2 separate regions of the Arachis hypogaea genome follow, and region 1 is linked to region 2. A link is a contact called in public Hi-C data. All regions are on one chromosome and are shown on one strand. The core of a region is the stretch at or near the end of the contact, and the rest is flanking DNA. Distances in the headings are between cores, read along the strand shown.

Evidence for each region. Hi-C and Micro-C count contacts between places; a contact is called where the count stands out from the background.
Region 1: a contact with region 2 is called in a Hi-C map of leaf, with 5 times the contacts expected there. The contact joins the promoter of LOC112720713 here to the promoter of LOC112720703 in region 2. A contact is called at or near these places in 2 of 8 Hi-C or Micro-C datasets (both in leaf).

The regions. Positions count from the first base shown.
Region 1 is chr11:38,800,525-38,805,792 of arahy.Tifrunner.gnm2.J5K5, forward strand. LOC112720713 reads left to right here and starts at 3,034. Exons shown (of 8, transcript XM_025771758.3): 1 at 3,034-3,474; 2 at 4,040-4,108; 3 at 4,218-4,268; 4 at 4,394-4,453; 5 at 5,124-5,189. The coding sequence starts at 3,289.
Region 2 is chr11:37,816,302-37,821,486 of arahy.Tifrunner.gnm2.J5K5, forward strand. LOC112720703 (BOI-related E3 ubiquitin-protein ligase 1) reads right to left here and starts at 1,658. Exons shown (of 4, transcript XM_025771744.3): 1 at 760-1,658; 2 at 607-683; 3 at 217-533; 4 at 1-117. The coding sequence starts at 806.

The DNA.
Region 1 (5,268 bases), core at 1,784-4,283, 990 kb after region 2:
TGGGGACTAAATCTTTGTTAGGAGGAATATCCATGATTATTATCAACTGAAGAATATTATATGAGTAGATTTGGTTGAAAGGCAAATACTTAAAATAATTTGTCAAAGTATAAAGAATTAGTCGGAGTGAGCACGTATATATATACAACCAATAAAGATAATCAAATTTTAATTCTATCTTTTCTTAAATTTTTAAACTAAGTGAACAATTCTAAAAAATTTTATGTTATCTTATCGTTTGGTTAAAATCTAATACAAATTGAATTTTATCTTGATTTTTATTTTACAATTTAACAAAGTAAATTTTATTAATTCATATGATTATATCTTATTTATAATTATTTTTAAGTAGATAAATACTCAAATAATAATAATAATAATAATAATAATAATAATAATAATAATAAGAAGAAGAAGAAGAAGAAGAAGAAGAAGAAGAAGAAGATTAGACGAATCACTAATAATTAAATAAAAACATGAAGAAACTAGTTGAATAGCACTATACATGTTCAAGCACTTACCAATCGATTGAAATAATAATTGACGATACTTCAATCGATTTCATTAACAAAACAATCGATTGAATCAGTAATTGTGGATACTTCAATCGATTGCACTAACAAAGCAATCGATTGAATCAATAATTGAGGATACTTCACTAACAAAACAATCGATTGAATCAGTAAAATCGATTGAATGCATACAAACTCCTTATTGTAAGCATTCTTCAATCGATTGGTAAGCAAATTTGAATGCATATCAATTGATTTCAAGAACAACTGAAAAAATTTCAAGACCCTGAAACAGATTTTCTTCATTCTTCGACACATTTTCTTCATGGTCCAGGGCTTGGGATGATGCCCCTTGGATTTGTGATGCCTAGATTAGTGTATAGAAGATCAATAGCTTCTCCTTAATGATTGATAGCTTCATTTTGCCTCCTCATATCAGCAAATTGTCCCTCCATATATAATCTTATGCTTCGTAATTCATCCATCAAATCTCGCATTGTTGGCGAAGGAGGCGATGGTAGTGGGGTTCCTGGGATTGTGCTTGCACCTTCAGGTCTTGTGGTTGTCCTTGGATTTGAGGTTCTTGGGCATCCAGATCTTTTCCCATCTATCTTAGAGTGCTGTCATCAATCTTGACTACATTACTCAAGACGATACTTTTCTCTTCACTCAAGTCAATTCCAAGCTAGGTGAAAATCTTGCTTCATTGGCAAGCATATCCTAAACCAACACTTGATTTTTCTTTCTTCATTTCAAGCATATGATGAACCATAAAATAAGGCTAGTTTATCTCCTTTCCAGTCACCAATAGCCCAAAGCACTAGAATATCTTCGTTAAACAAGATTCTATGATTATGTTTTCTTGGAATCAACATGTATGAAAACAAATACATCAATATACGCTGCTCATTACCCAACCCACTGCAACTTATATTACCTCTAGCATCCATACGTGGATTCTCATACTGTAGACTCTGCAAACCAACCAATCTATTATATTCACCCCATTCCTCATCTGCCGCAATACCTCCAGTAAATTTTGCCCCATGATAAACTAAATTCCATTGTTCAGCTAATTGTTCCAAAGTAACTCTATAATATCGTGACCCTAAATCAAACTCAATCAGCGGCATTACTTCCTCACCCTCTTCATCAGTTTCAGGAACAACATAATTTAAAGTACTATAAACAGCCCTCACCAAGTGCGAATAATAATCATCCTTAGTTTGTACAAAATCAGTCAAGTGCTATGTTTGCAAAGCATTTCAGACTAAATTATAATGTCTATCATGAATAAACTCGGCTGTTATGTACCTGGGAGGAACAATTGCCCTTGACTCAAACTTCTCCACATAGTTGTTCAATGCCCTCGGAGACGGCAGCCACCTTGCCATGTAATGGGATGAAGAAACTAGTCTGGCGGATGCAGAACTTTCACCCTCAATCCTAGCTCTTTTGGCATTCTTAGCTCTGGCCATTTTGGGGATATTGGTTTAGTGAATTTTGTAAGGATTTGGATGAGGATTAATAATATGTATGTAGTTTGGAGTGGATGTTGGTGAGATTGGAGAAGAAGAAGAGAGAAGCTTTTTGGATTTAGAGAGAGAAGAGAGGTGTAGAAATGGTGTTGTTATGTTTTAAAACGGGGAGAGAGTCTGAATACGCATGGTTACCAGGTTGAATATAGCGCATTTCAAAATTCAATCGATTGGATTACATTACCAATCAATTGAATGCAAAAAAAAAACTTATTTACATTACATTCCAATCGATTGAATTCTCATACCAATCGATTGAATTGGAATATACCATTAGTCATGTACAAACTTCAATCGATTGGGTAACACAACCAATCGATTGAATTGTGCGACCTCAAGTTGCTTTGAAGCTTTCAATCGATTGAGTAATATAAACAATCGATTGAATTATAAAAAACCCACATTCTAGTCATCGTTCAATCGATTGGTTAATATGACCAATCGATTGATGTTTGCGAAAACTATCCTGCCTTGCAACTTTCAATCGATTGTTTTGTGATAACCTGAAGTCCAATCCAATCGATTGAGTTATGAGAAACCTGAAATTCAATTGATTGTTTTGTTAATTCAATCGATTGATTCTCTATGAAACACTATTTTACAACGCTCGAGAGATGTAACGGATCAAAGATAAATTTTTAATCGATTAGAATTGCCAAAAAATTATTACGAAGATCTAATTCTTTATTGTTTTTGTTTTTTATTATTAATAAACATAATAGATGAATAATAAAATAATAATTTATAAAATAAAAAATAATTTTTATAATTAAATAAAATATATAAAATTAATTTATAATTAAAGTTAAAAAAAATTATTTAATAATTATTAAAAAACTTAAAAAATATATTTTATTTAAAATCTTTAATGGTCTAGACATTTTGGCGGCACTAATCCGAAATCCGAAATACCGGTGATAATTGAAGGTGAAAATTTCCACCTACGTCCGAGATTTAATTAGTCACTTTTTTGCGTTCTACGTGGATGGATATTCAGAATAGAGAATTACCTTGATCCTGTCGGCAACGGTCATGAATATAAAGCGCCAAATCAGCACCACATGATTGTCTTTATTCAACCAACTCATTTAAGCTCTGTCAATATCCACTCACACCTACTCTCTCTCTCTCTCTCTCTCTCTCTCTCTCTCTCTCTCACGCAATTGAGTTGAGCCTCAATCCTCATTAACACTGATAACTTAAACTGAAACATAAAGTACATTACATAGGCTACGATTATGGAGGGTTTGATCAAGGGGTTGGTCCATGCTGCCCTTGGTGACGACGACAATGACGACCGCAACAACCGCCGCGATTCCCGAGATGAACGGTCTAGATCCTCCTGGGCTGAAGTCGTCTCCGGAGATCAGGATCAGGATCCGCAAGATCATCCTCCTCCCAGACACCACAACTGGACTTCACAGGTTACTTCAATTTCCCCTTTGGTTTTAGAATCAGATTCAGAACATAAATGATGACAACGAAAATAATAATCAGTGTCTTTAGTGATTGTACCTGTCTTCAGATCCAAATACATTTTTGTTCCGTCTCTAAAATCAAACGGGTATTCCCCAAAGTACAGACATTTAGGTTTTGTGCAATTTAATTTGATTCTATTCGAATTACATGAATAATTAGTGCTACTCTGAAATTCAGGGTAAAATTACATTTAAGATTTTCATATGGTATAGTGTGACACTAAATACCTATGTAAAGATTAAATTTTGAGGTTTAAGGATGATGAGTGTAATTCGCACTGAGATTTTATGAAATATACACCATGATTCTGGTAGTATTCTTGTATGTTGTAAAAATGAGACCTTTAAATCTATGTAAATCGTAGACATAACACTTAGGTCTGCTATGATCCATGGAACTCGGACGAATAGATACTAGATGAGTGAATTTCAGTTATCCTCAATGATGTGAACGCAATTTTTACTACCTATTCTATGCCAAATCATTGCGAGTAATAGGAGACTTTTTCAGGAGGGGCCTCGTTATGAGCAGGAGGAGTGGCGCCAACAGGGTTCTAGACTTTCCAACAGACCACAGAAGGTCCCATTTTGCCACTTGTTCAATTAATCTTGTCATTTGCTTCATTGAATTCAACCCCAACAACATATGAACAATTTAATTTTGCTTCATTAGTTTGTTATTGTTGCAGGAGGAGCAGCGGCACGATGATAGTTATGGGGATTCCTACAGGCCTCAAATGGTGGGTGAATTCATGTTCATTGTTAAATAAATGAGTTGGATGAGTATTGTCCTCCTGTATAAGCCCCGAGTTGATCTCAGTTATCTAGTATTGCTTTTGATGGTGTTGCTGTTATCATATTGTAGGAGCAATATCGTCCAAAGCAAGAAGAGTGGGAATCTCAGAGTTCCAACAGACACAAGAAGGTTAATATATATGTTTTCTTTTCCTTTTCCTTTTTCTTTTTGATAAACCCCCCCCCCCCCCTTTTCAAAATTATTGTTAAGATGCTAGCTTGAAGTAAATGGAAAATTGCAACTTCGAGTCTTTCTTGAGATTATAATTTAAAACTGTACTTATTGACATCGAGAAATATGGCGTGGTTTAGCCCTAAAATATATAATACATGTTGATTGCAATGTTCATCATGCACGTAGCAAGTAAGATTGTTCTAGTTATTTATTACCATAGGGTGTGATAGATATAGTTTGTTTCTGTAATGAGATTACACTTTGTTATATATGTTATGAAAAATAAAGTTGTGATAACAGAATCACATTCAAAAACCAAGCTCTTGTACTCTTGATTGTGTGCCCATTTACATATGGCACTGCTTTGATCCAAACTTTTCTGCTCTCTCTGCTTACAATTTCAGATTTTTATAGGATAGGAGTTAGAAGAAATAGTTCCTTTTTAAAATAAAAGAGATTATTTACATGATAAATGATCCATTGGCTGGACATTTGAAAATCAGGTTTCATGATAGTCTGAACATCAAACATATTGAGGGAACTTGGTTATCGGCCTTTTTTTTGCTGATGCTGTTGGCGAAATGAAATTTAACTATATTGGTGAAATCAATTTTATATTTTGCAGTTTGATGAAGAGAACAATGATGGATGGCAGACTGTTGGCAAACCTTCAAGGCGGCAACAACACAAGGTTTGTCTTTAAACTTTAATTGATACATCAAGCAGAAATAAAACTCAAAAGAGATGCGCTTTGAGTGATTTGTATGAAT
Region 2 (5,185 bases), core at 408-2,907:
CTCAACCTCCGCCTCCTTCTCCCTGAGCCGCCGTGCCACCACCTCCTCCGCGGCGCTCAGCAGCGCCCGGTAATGCCTCTGCCTTTTCTCTGCCAATGCCCGCCGCAACTCCTCCCCCTGAAGAAGTTTTCCGGACACCCGTTATGATTGGTTGCTTTGAACTTTTATCCCCACACAAAAAAAAAAAAAAAAAACAAAGAATGAATAATTTGGTACCTGAGCTTGGAGGAATTGTTCAATTTCGTCCCTTTGTTGTTTGATTTGGGAAGCAAATCCTTGTGAGAACAGAGATAAGAGAGAAGAAGAAGAAGATGAAGATTGAGATCCATGAAGAAGTTGTTGTTGGTCGATGGTAGAGTTGGATAAGCGTAGGCCTGTTGAGACCACATTATTGTGCAGCTGAGAAAGGTGTATGAGTTGTGGAGGTTGGGATTCGAAAGGTATCAATGGATTATTATTATTATTATTGTTCATGACAACATTGCTGTTGCTGTGAACTGTGGCCTCTCTTGTTCTCTTTCGAGAATTAGCACCTGGAAATGAAATGATTTAGAAAGGAGAAAAAAAGAGAAATTAAAAGTTGTGGTTTGCGAAGATGAAACGTACTTCCATGATTGTTGTTGTATAAGATTGGTTGATCAAGGACTAGTCCTGCTGCCTGCTGTCCTTCTTGCCCGTTGTTTCTGTTAAATCCAATAACAGGGTATGAATCCATGACTCAACACAAACACAAAACAGGGCATATATAGAAATGGGAACCTGTTTAGAAAGAGAATATTTGAGGGATACTGAGCTTGAACTGCCATCAATATACTTGAATTCCTCCTTCTTGCTTCTCTTCTTGTATTAGATAGATGCAAAATTTGATTAAGCGCCTCTTATTAGCACCTCCTCTTTTTCTCTTGAGTTACAATTACAACTAGTCTCCTCCTTGCTATCTATCTCCTTATTCCCCTTACATACACACCCCAAATTATTATTTAAATACTTTCCTCCACTCTACATATATGTATCAATCTCACCTATATTGCTAATTTAGACAAGACTTAATAAGAGAGAGAGAGAGAGTGCGCTTAGTTTTGTGTGTGGGTATGTGTGAACGAAGAAGGAGGGCGTTGGTAAATGGGTGATGTATTGTTGTTATTGTTGTTGTTGGAGGGTACGCAGATTTCTGCCAATGGAAATTATTATTGTTTGTATATGACTGACTCACCCATACATACATGCGTCTCTTGTTACTTCTTACCTGTTACCTTTTCTTTCTTTCCTAACAATTCTTTTCTAATTAAATTCCAACAAAATTGTTTTCTTATTTTTTATTTTTTACCCTTCTAGGAACATATATATTTAGATAAACATAATGGGAAAACGGAAAATTGAAGTAACACTAATTAACACCTGGAAACCAAACAGAGAAGAAAAAAATAGAGGAATTAACAGCACTATGTCTCTCTCTATCCTTATTCGTATTTTTGGGTATCGGAGACGTCTCAGACATTGGGGGCACACCCCACGCGGAATAATACCACAACTACTCCTTTTTCTATATATATAGCTAGGGATTTCCTTTTCTTTTTTTTCTCAGGCAACTTCCCAATGCAGGTAACTGAGCTACTCGGATATTGAATCTAAAATTTTAGGAACACAAAATTTCAGCAGTACGTTCAGAAAATAAGAATACATAGAATTGAAATTTTTAGTGATAGAGAACGTAATTTTAATAATGTTTTTTTTAAAAATTATTTTTGTCTAGTTATTTAATTTTTATATTTGTTTTAAATCAAATATAATACTAAAATATAATTTAGTCTAATATATTTTACATAAAAAACAATATAAAATTTTAATTTAATTTTTGTTTCCTAATATTAGCCTCGTATTTTGTATCATTATTATTATTATTATTATTATTATTATTATTATTGAAACACCCTTTTAATTTAGATAATATCAATTTGATATATATAGTAATTAATAGTATAAATGATATTAATTTATGTTGAAGGTAAAGGCAAAAGTGGGTTTTTTTTCAGTAATGTTAAAAAAAAAAATCAACTCAAACAGCCACCCTTATGCTAAGGTATAATGATGGAATTTCTTTTTATAAAAGTAAAATATGAAGTGTATGCATTACCATACTAAATTATATATTGGATTAAAAGTAATTATAATATACTTTTAAATATTTATCACACTATTAGTAAAAATTATTTCACATTGTATTGCTTCATTACCCTTTTTTTTTATACGTAATTACCCTTGTTTAATTTTCACAGTATTGTGGATTAACAACATTTAAATAAAAATACTTTAAAGAATATAAAATTTGATTAAATGATATACGTGGCAAATTTTTATCCCCAAACAACTAATAAGTATTACGTATAGTTGAATTCTATAACGATATCTCTTGTCTCAAAAAAATAAAAATAAACATTTTTAGCAAAAAAAGTCAAAATTTATTATTTTTAATTTTATTTAATACATTTTATTTATCATATATAAAATAATGTTAGACTGTTTAACCTGATTTTTTTTGTCTTTTTAATATTATCATTTGGTTTTGACGTAATCCGTATTTTGCCTTTTTTTTTTATACCTTCTTAATAATAGACTGTATAAAGAACAAATTAAGTAACAACACTTAAATTAAGAGCTTTGAATCTATTGTTGAAAATTAAGACGACACATAAAAAGCTATAATTAACAATTTAACATTAACATTGTTTGAAACACACGCCACTACATTGGATTAAATTTGTAACTGACTCCAGTTTTAACTCATTTGTTTAGATTAAATTCGCAAACCCCCAAACTTATATTTAGTATATTTTACTAATTAATTACCGTTTGATTAAATCTTAATTAAAAAGCAAATGCTAATGCATGGTAACGCTGAGTTCAAATTTTTTTACTGGCTCTTGAATGTTCAAGTTCAAACTCTTTGAAACAGCTGTGTTTAGAAAACGATGAATGAATTAAACTACATCCCCGATCTAGATGCCTCATTGGAAGAACTATATATTGTGTGTTGAATTTTCTTTCTTTCTTTCTTTGCTAATTTAAATAAATTTCCTTCTTCTTGGAGAGGAATTTTTGCTATTTAAAAGGAGTTTCACACATGACTATTTCAAAATAACCTAATATAAAGAACAAATTAAACGTAGAGCAAAGTTTATAGTATCCCATTAGTATAGCGCAATGGAAGTAAAGAAATTAAGAATGGAAACTTTCAAACATGACATGGTGTAGTTGTAACAAAATTGACTATTTTATTTTTAGGTGTAAAACCAATGGAAATAATTATCGGTATTTTCTCTGTTTACAATCTTGTTTTAAGTTCCTATGTGACTTGATCTGCAATTTATATTTTCAATTTTCGGATCTCTATAACGCCTTCACGAAAGGAATGTAGCTAGATTCCTTAGGGATTATAATTACCTTTGTAAAATCATGAAAGGTTGAGCAAAAAACAAAAATATGATAGCTGGATTAGCTAATTATTGAGGATAACAACAGGATTTTAACGTGTTTTAATACTGACATAATTAAATAGAGTTATATTTAGATTGCTCAGAGAAATGGTTTAAAAAACAGCAAAAAGTTAATAAAGGACTATTAATAATTAGATTAGATCATTTTTAAATTTTACACATGCGGGCATATGGCCAATATATATTTTATGAAAAAAATTTTGTGAGGTAACATAGTACAGTTAATATTACTGTCAACATTTAACATAAATAAATCTAAAATTTTTAAAAATAAAAACATATAAAAATTTAATTAGAAAAATATTTGAAGTTTAATCTAAATAAAAACTCATCTTAAATAAATTTCATATTAATCTTATTTAATAATCTATAATAATTTAGCTAAAATTACTGCTAGAAAACTGCTTATTACAAAGGAATTTATAGATAGATTTAATTTTTATTATAGACAAATTTTTAGTTACTATAAATATTGTCCATCAGTAAAGCCTCATCGAAAATTATTTACCGACAGATTTTTTTGTTACCGACAGATTTTTCTTTGGTAATCGTCCCATCCATTTCACTATAAATATCATATTTTTTGATAGATTTAATGTCAGTAACTGACGTCAAACTTTCTAATAGTTTTTTTTGTCGGTATTTAGAACCTAGAAAAGCATTTACAACACTACATACTGACGAATTTTTTCGTTTGTAAATCCGTTAGTATGGTAAAGCAGAATTTTTTTTAAATTTTTTTATTGCAAGATAAACTTATTTTCATAAAAAATAAATATAAATTTAATCAAGATAAATTTTCATCCAATTTTTATCTAACTTATATTAAAACATTCATAATATTTAAAAAAATAAACAAGTTTATCGCATTTTCAAAAAATAAACAACATTCAGCTAAATAGCTGGTGCTTTTTCACTACCCTTTTGGTCATTCTACTTACTTTTCTAAGATCTCAATATCAGAACTAACAATATTGCGTCACTATACATGCACTCCCTAACATCATGAGACCATTTTTTCTTTGTTCAAATTTCTAGTCATGCTTAGTGTGTTCTGATTGTTGAAGCTAGTGTTACATCCAATTATCGCTTATTGGACGTTGTTGGTCCAAATTGCTGTCGGTATTATCTTTTCTTATCACACTTCTTTTTGCCATCGTCTGTTGTTTTCTTCATTTCAAGCTCTAGCTGCTTGTTATTCTTTTCTGTGCTTTGTTGAATTCCAGTGAAGTTGAGCAGAGTATTGACAACTACAGAGTTATTAAAATTATCACAAGACATAGCAAGCAAAACTAAAAGTATTGATAACATATTCAAAATAAAAAGAATAAAAAATCGAACAAAGAGTTATAACAGAATAATACATACATACATATATGTGCCTTAAATTCGAACCGCAAATTCTCTCTCTCTCTCTCTCTCTCTCTCTCTCTCTCCCTCCCTCCCTCTCTCCCTCCCTCCCTCCCTCCCTCTCTCTCTCTCTCTCTCTCTCTCTCCATATTGTGTCAACATCCTTCTCTCTAGCAACCCCTTCCGACGGCACCATCTCACCATTTTATTGTCCTTGCTACTGCAAATGCCTCCGCTATCGCTGTTGCAAACGCTTCTGCCGCCACTTCTGCTCTTCTTCCTCTTGGCGCCGGTGTGAGGTCAGAAGCTCCTGCTATTCTTACTTGTTATTAGTTATTATA